Regions from separate parts of the Mus musculus genome. Here region 1 is linked to region 2. A link is a contact called in public HiChIP or PLAC-seq data. All regions are on one chromosome and are shown on one strand. The core of a region is the stretch at or near the end of the contact, and the rest is flanking DNA. Distances in the headings are between cores, read along the strand shown. Region 1 overlaps Grhl2 (grainyhead like transcription factor 2). Region 2 overlaps Gm41302 (a long non-coding RNA gene).

Region 1 (5,999 bases), core at 3,038-5,537, 130 kb after region 2:
ATGCCCCCTCCCCCATTTTTTCCTTTTTTTTTTTTTTTTTTTTTTTTGAGGGCAAGAATCTTACTTATGAGCTTAATTTCTATGTTTCTTTTAGTGCCAAACAGATGGTAAGGCCCTAGAAAACTCTCACTGAAGGGTTTTCAGACTGACTAATTGCAAAAGAGACACACACCAATACATTTGATTTTCTGTCAGTATTACTCAATCAGCTGATATTTGTATGGTGTGCATGGGGTCCTGTGGCTGGGTAAACTTTGAGGAAAGACCGTCTTCTTGGATCTGAGGAATAAGACCAGATAAGAAGAATTGTGAAGGGACTGGTGAGATGGCTCAGCGGTTAAGAGAGCCGACTGCTCTTCCAAAGGTCCTGAGTTCAAATCCCAGCAACCACATGGTGGCCCACAACCATCTGTAATGAAATCTGATGCCCTCTTCTGGTGTGTCCGAAGACAGCTACAGTGTACTTACATATAATAAATAAATAAATATTAAAAAAAAATACAAATCAAAACTACTTTGAGGTTCCATTTAAAAAAAAAAAAAGAAGAATTGTGAATATGCCAACAGAGAATACAGAAACTGCATGCTGAACTCTGGAGGTGGTGGGCGTGGCTTGTGAAGAATATTTGAGAATAGCTGTGAGACCCTCTCCTGAGGAAGGAAACTCTTGAAACACTGGGCTAGGAATGGAAATGAGAGTAAGGAGGAGGTTCCTCAGACAGAACTCAAAGGAAGGGTCACAGAGGAACGACCACATATCTATGTAGGGGATAAGTGTGTGTATGCCCTGTTATCAACATTTACTTGTTCAATATTTGCTTTATAGGCCAAGAGTTATGTGTGTGAGCATGGGCCATGGCATGTATGGAGGTCAGAGGACAGTTGATAGATGACAGCTCTCTTCTTCCATTTTGTAGAGTCTTGGTATCAAACTTCGGTCCTCAGGCTTCATCTGATGCTTCATGTGCTGAGCTGTCTCACCTACACCTCCCTTGGCATCAAATTATGAACGTGTCTAAAATGTACACACACACACATACACACACACCACAACTGGGCTGCTATTTGTGTAACACCAACCATCCTTATAACCTCCTCTCAACACATCTGCTAACAGAGATGCTTAGAGGATCCTGATATAGTCAAATTATTACTATTTACAAACATATAAAATGCCTGCTGAATATATCATGCTTTTAGCATCTTGCTAGCCTGTTTACTGTGATCAAACTGTGAGTAGACATTTGACAGAGAAAACACCTCACAGTTTTATATAAGTGTCAGATAAGTTAGCTATCACGTGAGCCTTGATGGTCTGACTCTAGAAAGGATGCTTCCAACCACTCCCTTAGACTTCTTGCTGTGTCATCTTGTCTCTGTAATTGGCCTTCCATTAATTTTGATTTTGTACCATTTGACATAAAGTGTTAGAGACAACCACGAATTGAAAAGAGTGGTCTATATGTTGGAAGGCACAGCGAGCGCGTGGTACCTGCACATATCTCGGAAACACCCATTTTCCTTTTCCTGGGGATGATAAAATGAAACTAGAATACAATATGGTTACTACTATTGTTATTATTTTACATTTGTTTTTTATATTTGTAATATTTACATATATTCCCAGCCTATTTGTATTAATTCTACCATTTAAAATTTTCAGAAATTTCGGAGTACTTCTGTTGGTGCTGACGAGTATACATATGACCAGACGGGAAGGTAGGTCACCAGGAGATGCATTTAACTGACAGACTTTAAACATTTTTATTTCATTGTTCTGTGCCTAAGGTGTTTTGCCTGTATGTATGTCTGTGTACCATGGTGCCCATGGAGGCCAGAAGAGGGTGTCAGATCCTCTGGAACTGAAGTTAGAGATGATTTGTGAGCTGCCATGTTGGTTCTGGGAATCAAACCTGGGTCCTCTACAGGAGTAGCCAGTGCTCTAGCCACTGAGCCATCTCTACAGCTCCAAACCTCAGATTTTTATCAAATAAGAGGAGTTTTTTTTAAACCTTTAATGACTTCTAAGTTACATCTTAAAAATATGAGCGGAACTATTTGAGCAAAGATCTTCTCAATAAAACTTTATTTGTAAAATCAGGCCGTGAGCCGTTTGTTATGAGCCATTACCCACAAGCCCCTGACTTGGAGTAGCCTCACTTGAATCCTGCAGGCTTCCAAACAGGAAATGGGCTGGTGCTATGATGTCAGCTGTTAGGAGTTGGAGGTGGATGATCAAATCAAGCTCTCAGGCAATTGTGGCTACAGAGAAAATGGGCGAATGCGGAGGCCGAAGGGAAGCTCTGCTTCTTAGGACAAAAGTGGGAACTTCTGTCTAAGGCTGAATTCCCACGATCTCTGGTGTGAGTTTGCCCAGCACATCCTGGACTTTCTCCCCACTTAAAACCACCTGGTTTACAGGCCATGGTTAAAAATGTATATTGTAACACCTTGGGTTTGGACTTATTCGTCTTGCTGTATTCCATATTTTGTCTGTTAAATAGTCATTATTTCTTAATAGTCACATCAAACCCTGTTGATGTGAAGCTGCCCAGGAAGGGAAAAATGTCCAGTTAGTGAACTGACCGCTTTGTGTTTCCTCTTCACAGTGGTACATTTCAGTACACCCTGGAAGCCACCAAATCTCTCCGTCAGAAGCAGGGGGAGGGCCCCATGACCTACCTCAACAAAGGACAATTCTATGCCATAACACTCAGTGAGACTGGAGACAACAAATGCTTCCGACACCCCATCAGCAAAGTCAGGGTATGCGCCACATTTCTCAAAATAGAACTCCAGGGTGGTCAGGGGGTGGGGTTGCTCCCCAACATACCCGTGGAATGGCATGGAGAAAAAGTCCAAAATAAATAACTCAGAAAGTCTCGTTCAAGAGAGCCTATTTATTGCTCGTAGTTTATCATTTTAATCAGTAACCAATAAAGCTCGGGGGAGCGACTTGTCTGAACTTGCGTTCCCTGCACCAAGGAATCCCCCCTCACCTCTTTCATGGCTTGTAGGCTGTGCGGTTTTCAGCTGATCTGTAGTAGATCAGGGTATGTTTGTGAGTAACGAGTAGCAGAGAGTACTTTCTGCCGAGTCTTGGACCATTTATAACCCTTACAAAGCCTTCTGCAGCCCCTGGCTTATTCAGGATTCAAAAGGCGAGGAGGTACGATTCCCACAGCGGCAGCTTGGAGGGATTTCAGATTCACGAGTATTAATCTCTTGTGTGGGAAATGACATGAGTTGTCACTGTCTGTCTGCTTTGGATGCATGCCAGACTGGCATGCTCGCTACTGCCAACAGGGAGCTGATAGGTAGTCCATCTCCACTTAAAAAAAAAACCAAAAAACAAAAAAAAACCAAACCTTACAGCAGGGGTTAGAAAAGGCTTGGAAGACTTTCCTGCTTCGTTGCAATATAGATTTTCCTGCTCTCTTATAAACTGCTCCCTGCCACTGTACCTGTGGTCCCCAGCCCGTCAGATTCTGTCTGTAGATGTGTCCTACTAAGCGTTTCAGCTTGAGAAGTAGGGAACCGTGGCATGTCCAGAGCCCAGTGCCCCAACCATATATGTCCAGAGCACAGTGCCCCTACCACATATGGGCCAAGTAAGTTCCCAAGCAAGGTGAGCCCATTGGCGATCAAAAGGTACCCAGGGTACTGTTCACCATGAGGGACAGCAACCTGTTCCAACCCTGTGGCCAGAACTATGGTGGAGGGCCTACTGTATCAACAAGAATGCATTGCATCAAGTCACACAGCAATGATGTCTTCTTTGTATCAGGGATTGCACTAGGCACTGGATGCCTAATAACTTACTGAAACTAAACCACAACCCATTTTAATAATAATAATAATAATAATAATAATAATAATAATAATAATAATTGATGATGATGATGAAGCACATTGTTCTATTACAGTACTATACATAAGAAAACTTGGCTTTCAGAAGCTAATAAGTGGGGTAACTAAGATGGGCGGGATTGCTGGGGTAGGTCCCAGGCTGCCAGCTTCCTGACTAACTCTTTTAGCATGAGGATGGGCTGCATGGTGCATGGTGTTTGCCTAGGGGGTCTCTAGTCCTAATCCATGTGAGACTTTGGGTTCTACCCCCAGCACCACCAAGAAAACCAAGCACAACTAGGAACAGTGCTCTGTGGAGCCTCCTGGAGGGATGAAAAGCAGAGGGCTTTCTCCTTGGGTCTTAATCCAGACATGGTTATCTGGGGGGAACAGGTGGGATACAGTTTAATCATATGTATACGAGCTCCATGCAGCCATTGCTCTGAAAAGGTGGCAGCCATGTAAGTGACATCTGTTGGGACTTTCCCAATGATTCCACTTTGGTGGGATCATGAAAGTCTTTTAATATGGAAATGTAAAACTGGGTGTGGTGACTGGGTGTGGTGATGCATGTCTTTAATCCCAGCAGTGGGGAGGCAGAGGTCAGCAGGTATCTGAAAGCTTGAGACTGACTAGCCTTGTGAATAAGATGAATTCCAGTACAGCCAGGGTTGTTAAACAATTTTCTGGAAAACTCTCTCTCTCTCTCTCTCTCTCTCTCTCTCTCTCTCTCTCTCTCTCTCACACACACACACACACACACACACACACACACACACACACACACACACACACAGAGAGCAAAAACAACAACAACAACAACAAACCCAAAAACAAACCAAAACCATGAAATAACTGGTCAGTATGGAAGTTTTATCTTCTTTTGTTCCGTTTTTCTGGAAATGTGATCTGAACCAGGTAAGGCACCTCATATCTGAAATCCTGGAGTAATTCTGGAGTCTGCGGCAGGGTCGTGGCAGCCTGCCTTCCAGAAGGACAGCCAACATATGTAAATTTATGCAAATGATGTCTGTTTGAAATTTAGAACTGCAGTGAGGTTTAGATTCTATTTTTTTTAAAGATTTATTTATTTTATAAAAGTACTTTTTTTTTTTGATTTATTTATCATATGTAAGTACACTGTAGCTGTCTTCTGTAGCTGTCTTCAGACACACCAGAAGAGGGCATCAGATCTCATTACAGATGGGTGTGAGCCACCATGTGGTTGCTGGGACTTGAACTCAGGACCTCTGGAAGAGCAATCAGTGCTCTTAACCCCTGAGCCACCTCTCCAGCCCAACATTTAGATTCTTATTTCTGTGAAACAGAATTGGTTGCTCTAGCTCATGTAAAGGACAGCCATGTTTTGCTGGAGTGCAGCGCTGCCCTTGTACTTTTGGGTTATGAGTTCTCTGACGTTTGAAATATGTTTATCAATATGAGTTTTGTCTCCTACCATGTCTGTGTTTCCTGTGCAATTCTCTTATTGCCTGTTCCACTCCAGCCTGAGGCACTTCCCTAGGCGAGAGATGAATGTCTGCTTCTTTACAAATGGCACCAATTCGACTTAAGACAGGTTTCAGATGTGTTTTTGCCAATGTAAGCCAAATGCTTTTCAGTTTCGAGCTAACTCTGCAAAGTATACCAACTGTGCCAAAGGCTGCTTCATCTGGTTGTCAGGATGCTGTGGTAGGAATGACGAAGGGTTTCGTTTTTATCCAGGCTGTTCCCAGTGTGTGTGTATGTGTGGGTGTCTGCACACATGCACAAATACCTACAAGGAAGATAACTTCAGAAGTTGCTTCTCTTCCATCCACCCTATGCCTCACAAAAAGCTAACTCAGGTCTCCAGGATTGTGTCAAACAACTTAACCCACTGAGGCCTTTCCTTGCTGCAGTCTCTGGATTTAGGGGTAGGAGGTTATGGTTTCCCTGTGAAGCCCTGGCTGCCCTGAAGACTCAGCTGGCCTCAAACTCAGATCCTTCTGTCTCTGGCTACAGAGTGCTGGGATTAAAGGCAGGAGCCACCATGCCTGGCTCTTCAACAATAAAAGCTACACGTTGTGTTAGAGTTGCCGGAAGTGGGAACCTTGTCAGTTGGCCGAGGATAACGGCAGCTTTTCTCTCCTGCAGAGTGTGGTGATGGTGGT
Region 2 (5,950 bases), core at 931-3,430:
TTCTGGCTTGCTCAGCTTGCTCTCTTATTAAACCCAAGACTACCTGCCCAGGGATGGTCCCACCCACAAGGGGACCTCCCCACCTTGATCACTAATTGAGAAAATGCCTTACAGCTGGATATCATGGAGGCATTTCCCCAACTGAAGTTCCTTTCTCTGTGATAACTCCAGCCTGTGTCAAGTTGACACACAAAACCAGCCAGTACAATTGACCCCTTGTCAACTTGACACACAAACACATCACTATTAAGCCTCAACCCTTACATTCTTATTCCTCCCCAAGATCTAAATAATTTTAAAAGTACCACAGTCTTGTATATTAAAGTTCAATCCCTTTAAAATGTCCAATATCTTTTAAAATTCAAAGTCTCTTAACTGTGGGCTCCACTAAAATACTTTCTTCCTTCAAGAGGGAAAAATATCAGGGCACAGTCACAATCAAAAGCAAAAATCAAACTCCAATTGTCCAGTGTCTGGGATCCACTCATGATCTTCTGGGCTCCTCCAAGGGCTTGGGTCACTTCTCCAGCCATGCCCTTTGTAGCACACATCTTGTCTTCTATGCTCCAGCTGCCTATACTCCACTGCTGCTGCTGTTCTTGGTGGTCCTCTCATGGCACTGGCATCTCCAAACACTGCTATCTTCCGCTGTAACTAGGCTTCACCAACAGCCTCTCATAGGCTCTCTTCATGGTGCCAAACCTCAACTCCTTTGCATGATCCCTTCTGTCCTGGGCCATCAATTGCAACTGAGGTTGCACCTTCACCAATGGCCTTCCATGGCCTCTCAGAGTGCCGAGCCTCAGCTGCTCTGCATGACCCCTTCATGCCTTCAAAACCAGTACCACCTGGGTGATAACTCTTACACATTACCAAGGTACAACCTTGGCTATCTCTGGAACGCCTCTATGCTCTCAGAAAACACTTCCTAGAAGATGTCACCTCAATGATGCTGGTCGCTTCTTAATCACCGCTAATTTCTTAGCTCCAGCTAACCAGCATCAATAGTCCCAGTAATGTAAAGTTTTTGCTTTAGTAGTTCTGGTATCTTTTTAATCACAGCTGATTCTTCAGCCCCAGCTAACCAGAACCACAGAATCTTCACAAAATAGCAATGGCCCTGAAAAGAGTCTTTAATCTTCCCTCTGAAAATTCACAAGCCAGGCCTCCATCTTCTGCACTGTTCTCAACATTATCTTCCAAGCTCCTACACAACATCCCACAGAACTCTTAATACTGAATGGATCGTCTAGCTCAAAGTTCTAAAGTCCTTCCACAGTCCTCCCCAAAACATGGTCAGGTTGTTACAGGAATACCCCACTCCTGGTACCAATTTGTCTTAGTCAGGGTTTCTATTCCTGCACAAACATCATGACCAAGAAGCAAGTTGGGGAGGAAAGGGTTTATTCAGCTTACACTTCCATAGTGCTGTTCATCATCAAGGAAGTTGACACACAAAGCCAGCCAGAACAGGGACCATGAGAGGGAGAGAAAGAGTATAGCAAGAGGTTTAGTACAAGGAGCTCATTATGTGTTTTCTTTAAATCTGTTTGTGAGTGTGTTTTCACACAGGAAAGGTTAACAGTGGTTATCTTCCTCAATTTTTCTCCACTTTATTTAGTTTAATTTTCTTTAACTCAATTGTTACATATGTGTGTGCATGTCATAGCATGCATGGAAGTCAGAGAAAATGTTCAGTGGCTGGTCTCTCCTTCCACCACACAGGTCCCAGAGATCCAACTCAGGTTGCCAGGCCAGACAGCACTAATCACCTAACAACGCAACAGCTCCTTTCCACCTTAGCTTTTGAGACAGGTCTATCTGCTGATTTGGTAGCCTGGCTGGCTAGTGAGCTCCAGGGATCCTTTTGTCCCTGCTCCAGCCCACATCTCAGCTCCATGCCTAGATGTTTACAGGGAACTGGGGAATCAAACCAGAGTCCTTGTGCTTGCCCAGTGCAGAAACTTTCTTTTCAGCCCTCAAGATTTTGATAATTAACTTTGTTCCTCTGTGGGTGGGGAATCCCTCCCATCGTCCCCCCTCTCCAATTCCTAAAGGGGCTACTTACTGCTATCAAGCTAATTACCCACCAACAAAAGGCCAATGTTTAACTTAACTAGAATGCAGCCTTCACAGCCACAAGTCCTTCCATGGTCTCTCTAGCCAGATTGGAAGACTGACCTGGAGGAATGTTTATAACAATAGAACACTCAGGCAGCCAGCAGGTGCAGGGGAGTGTGACGGCTCGCCACTGTGGGGAGGGGTGTCACACTTACAGTTGGGGGGGGCACACTTGCGCCTGGGGTGGGGTGGGTGAGGCTGGAGCAGGGGCACGACCGGACAGCACGACCTGGTGACAAATCCTCCACCTCTGTCACCTGTATTCTTTTCAACCCTCCACTTGCCAGACAGGTCAGCACCACAAGAACACAAAGTTCTTGTTGACGTCCTCCCAGGAGGTCTCTGAGCAAAGCCACTTCCCTGCTGGGCCTCTGCGAGGGGGCAGGGGTGGGGGTTGGGGGGGGGATGAAGAGCCACAAGACAGCTCCCCTGCCAGAACTCCCTGGCACCTGGAAGGGAATCCTCATTAAGATAATTTTGGGAACGTTTACAAAGATGAAGTTCAGGGTCATTGCTCCCTGTAGTTCCTAGTAAAACCTTTGGTACTTGCAGGAGGGAAGCCAGGGACGCAGAGGACATGCACTGGAGAGGCCAAGAATAGCAGGCCTGGGCCAAGGGCTAGTCCCACGGGCTCCTTGGAGAACCCGGGCAGCTGCGTTACACTTGACTACTGTTCCTGGCCAGTACACCTCCAGTGGGGACAGACTGCCAACCTGGCTGTGCCCAAGCGTGCAGCAGTTCTTGACTTGGGCTTTATGGGAAGCCTAATTCATTTTCTCAGCTAGGTGATCACTCTCTGTCTGTGTCTCTCTGTCTCACTATCTTTCTGACAGGTCTCACTCCATAGTATAGGCTGCATGGTGATTAAAGAAGTCATTTATGGTCAAAGAAGGAAGTATTGGATCTCTTGAAACAAAGATGTGAGATGTCACAGGAATCTAGACAAAAAGAGGGCACAGTAGTGGAATGCCCTTGAAGCTTTAGAGACATAGGCAAGCACAGGCCCTGGGCTTGGTCTTCCCTGCAGGCACCTTCTCCCTCAGCTCAGACCTGCTCCTGGGGAGTTCCTGCCCTTCCTACCTCTATCTGCCACTCAGAACTGAGCTCAGCTCCTCCCCTACGCATCAGCTGCCAGCGGTCCCCTTCTTTCCTCCTCCTCTTCCTCCTCCTCTTCCTGGTTATTTTCAAAACAGGGTTTTTCTGTGTAGCTTTGCTTGGAATTCACTATGTGCACAGGCTGCCTGCCTCTGCCTCCCAAGTACTGGGATTAAAGACCACTCAACTTCAGGCTCCCTTTTTAAATCATATAGCTACTACATCTTTTTCAAGTCTAAATATATGGCTATACTAGGCATGGTGGCAGATGCTTTTAATGCCAGACCTTGTCTCAAAACAACCTGTCTCAAACCTGTAACCCTGTCTCAAAAACAAGCAAACAAACAAACAAAACAAATCTAAAAGAGAGAGAGAAATACATTGATGTGATTGTTTTGACAGCTTGAACCATTTTGTAAGAAGACAATATCCAAGCAGCACCAGGAAGCTGCAACTGTCCTCTTCTTTGGATCGGCCATCATCTGGCCATCTCCTGTTTTAGGAAGAGGGATAGATTCCCTATTCTTTTTACCTTATCCCTGCCCAAATTAGACCCACACCTCTGGGCAGGTGGCGGTTTCTTCAGTCCTATGAGCCCCTTTCCTTTGCCTTTTCCCATCAGGCTAACCCTTTAGGATGTGACCCTCTATCGCTCTCCAAGGAGAGTTGCTGAGTCATTTGGTTTCCCACAAGGATCCTCTGGCAGTACCCACCCTCCCGTAATTGGAGGGAGGCATAGTATCCAGTCTGGAGGGAGAAAGTGAACGCTTCATAAAGCCTTCTGTTTTCTAGGAAGCTGAAGAACGATGGACGGGGATGAGACTCACACTTCATCTACAGGATTGTCAGCGCATACAGTGAAAACAGGAAGAGAAGGAGGAAAGAAGGGGACCTCTGGCAGCTGACGCATAGGGGAGGAGCTGAGCTCAGTTCTGAGTGGCAGATAGAGGTGGGAAGGGCGGGAACTCCGGGAGCAGGAGGTCTGAGTCCAGGGAGAAGGTGCCTGCAGGGAAGAGCCAAGACCAGGAAAAGACTGGGCCCGGGAAGGCTGTTAAGCCTCACGCTCTGGGAGTGGGAATGAAACTGCAGGGGCAACGGTGAGCTCAGATGTTATCTAAAGAGGGCAAAGAGATGGCTCTTGTCTTCACGTTCCTCTTCCCCTCATCCCTCGTGTGGCAAGTCTGGAGCTCTTCCTTCGCTCCATGCTAGCCCAGCAAGATCATTCTCACTATGGGGACAGGGAACCCGTAACACTTGGAAGTGCTTGAGACGGAGAGATAAATGACTATGGGGACTGGAAAGGACCCACGTGTTTATTGTTCTTGAATTAAATATGGAGCGGGGAGCTGGTGCCCAGGCTGCCCCAGACTTGGTTGCAGATTCCGTCATCTTCTATGTGTCAAGCTGACCCAGTGGAAGGGCACTAATTGGGCTATCAGGTTTCTCAAGCTCACCTATGTTCTGCTTCGTTTCCCAATCATTGGCTCTTTGGATGTCTGGAGCAAGGCAAGGTTCCCTATGCTGGAGATAAAAATCCCAGCCAAGATTTCCCTTTGCCCTTAAGGAGCTAGTAGCTAGGAAGTTGCAGACACAGCAGCATTCCATATGCAGCAAGAAGGGCTGGCTCAATACAGAACAACTGTAGCAGCAGGGAGAATGACAGTCCATTCAAGCCTTTTCTCCAAGCCAACCTGAGCCTCTTGCACCCTATCTCCCCAGGGTTCAGAACAGTCACCCTTCATTCCCACGAGCCACCTCCCTTCCCCTAAATGACTCTTTAGATCTCCTGGACCCTAAGACTTAGCTGAGACTCTGCTGAAGGCTAACTGACTTTCTCCTGGAAGGAGGTTGCAGCGCCTCCACCCCAAGAATGTTGTATACAAAGTCTCCTTTGCACTGTAGCCTTCTCACACAGTCAGGCTGTCAGTATTAAGCAACTGCTTGGTCTATGATGCCTGAAATTTAGAAGCCGGGTAACCCTATTGTGCCCTGTTTCCTCTCAACCTCACTCTTTGCTCAGAGTGCAGGATTCTGTAGCTCCAGAGGGTGCTCCGTGCTTTCTTCCTGACTCCGCCTGTCTCTTCCATCTTCCTTTTAAGTAAGTTCATTTTCCTGTGCTCTCGATGTTCTCATGAGCACAACACAAAGTCTCTCATATTCTCACTTTGTGGAAAACTTCTCTCTATAAAACCTGGCTGTGCCCACAGACCAACTTGCATGAAGTCCTATTAAGGGGGAAAAAAATTAAACCGGGTCTGTAGAGATGGTTCAGCGGTTCAGAGCACTGTTTGCTTTTCAGATGCTCAGGGTTCAATTCTCAGCAGTCACATGGCGCTTATGAATCACTGCAATTCCAATTCCATGGGATCCAACACCCTCACATGGACATACAAGCAGGCAAAACACCAGTGCACATAAAATATAAATAAATAAATGAATAATTGTAGCTTCTGTCTTCCCTCAGCTCCTGCTCATCACACAGCTGATATAGATTCAGACCCTCTGGTGAGAATGCTCCCCGCTAGGACTCACCACTGATCACTCCCATCAGCCGCTGAAGCGCTGTCTTCTAACTCACATTTCTCTCCCTCAATCTTGCCAGCATCATGAAGACCACACAGTCTCATGCATGGCTGCTTTCAGCCTCAGGGTTTTGGATACCCTCCGTTTCATCCATGCCTTTATTCAGCTCCAGGTCATCTCAACTGATATGAGAACTCAAAAACTCACCTTT

What was found. HiChIP or PLAC-seq counts read pairs in DNA pulled down with a chosen protein or histone mark.
Region 1: a contact with region 2 is called in an H3K27ac HiChIP or PLAC-seq map of embryonic stem cells, with 8 read pairs. The contact joins two enhancer-like sites. A contact is called at or near these places in 3 of 115 datasets of contacts at active chromatin or transcription factors (all in embryonic stem cells) and 4 of 9 other capture datasets (adipose tissue, embryonic stem cells, liver and 1 more).

Annotation. Positions count from the first base shown.
Region 1 is chr15:37,285,579-37,291,577 of GRCm38.p6, forward strand. It overlaps Grhl2 (grainyhead like transcription factor 2), which reads left to right. Exons shown (of 16, transcript NM_026496.4): 5 at 1,664-1,719; 6 at 2,610-2,766; 7 at 5,983-5,999. Among named protein-coding and RNA genes, the nearest start is that of Gm16136, 55 kb to the left of the region's middle. Within about 2 kb of position 4,288, at least 4 of the 459 cell types and tissues checked have an H3K27ac peak or open chromatin away from gene starts, as enhancers often do. A contact at or near this core is called in embryonic stem cells, where this site is marked.
Region 2 is chr15:37,162,196-37,168,145 of GRCm38.p6, forward strand. It overlaps Gm41302 (a long non-coding RNA gene), which reads right to left. Exons shown (of 3, transcript XR_875170.3): 1 at 5,947-5,950. Gm34820 (a long non-coding RNA gene) reads left to right here. Exons shown (of 3, transcript XR_383949.3): 3 at 4,009-5,950. Among named protein-coding and RNA genes, the nearest start is that of Gm41302, 3.1 kb to the right of the region's middle. Within about 2 kb of position 2,181, at least 11 of the 459 cell types and tissues checked have an H3K27ac peak or open chromatin away from gene starts, as enhancers often do. A contact at or near this core is called in embryonic stem cells, where this site is marked.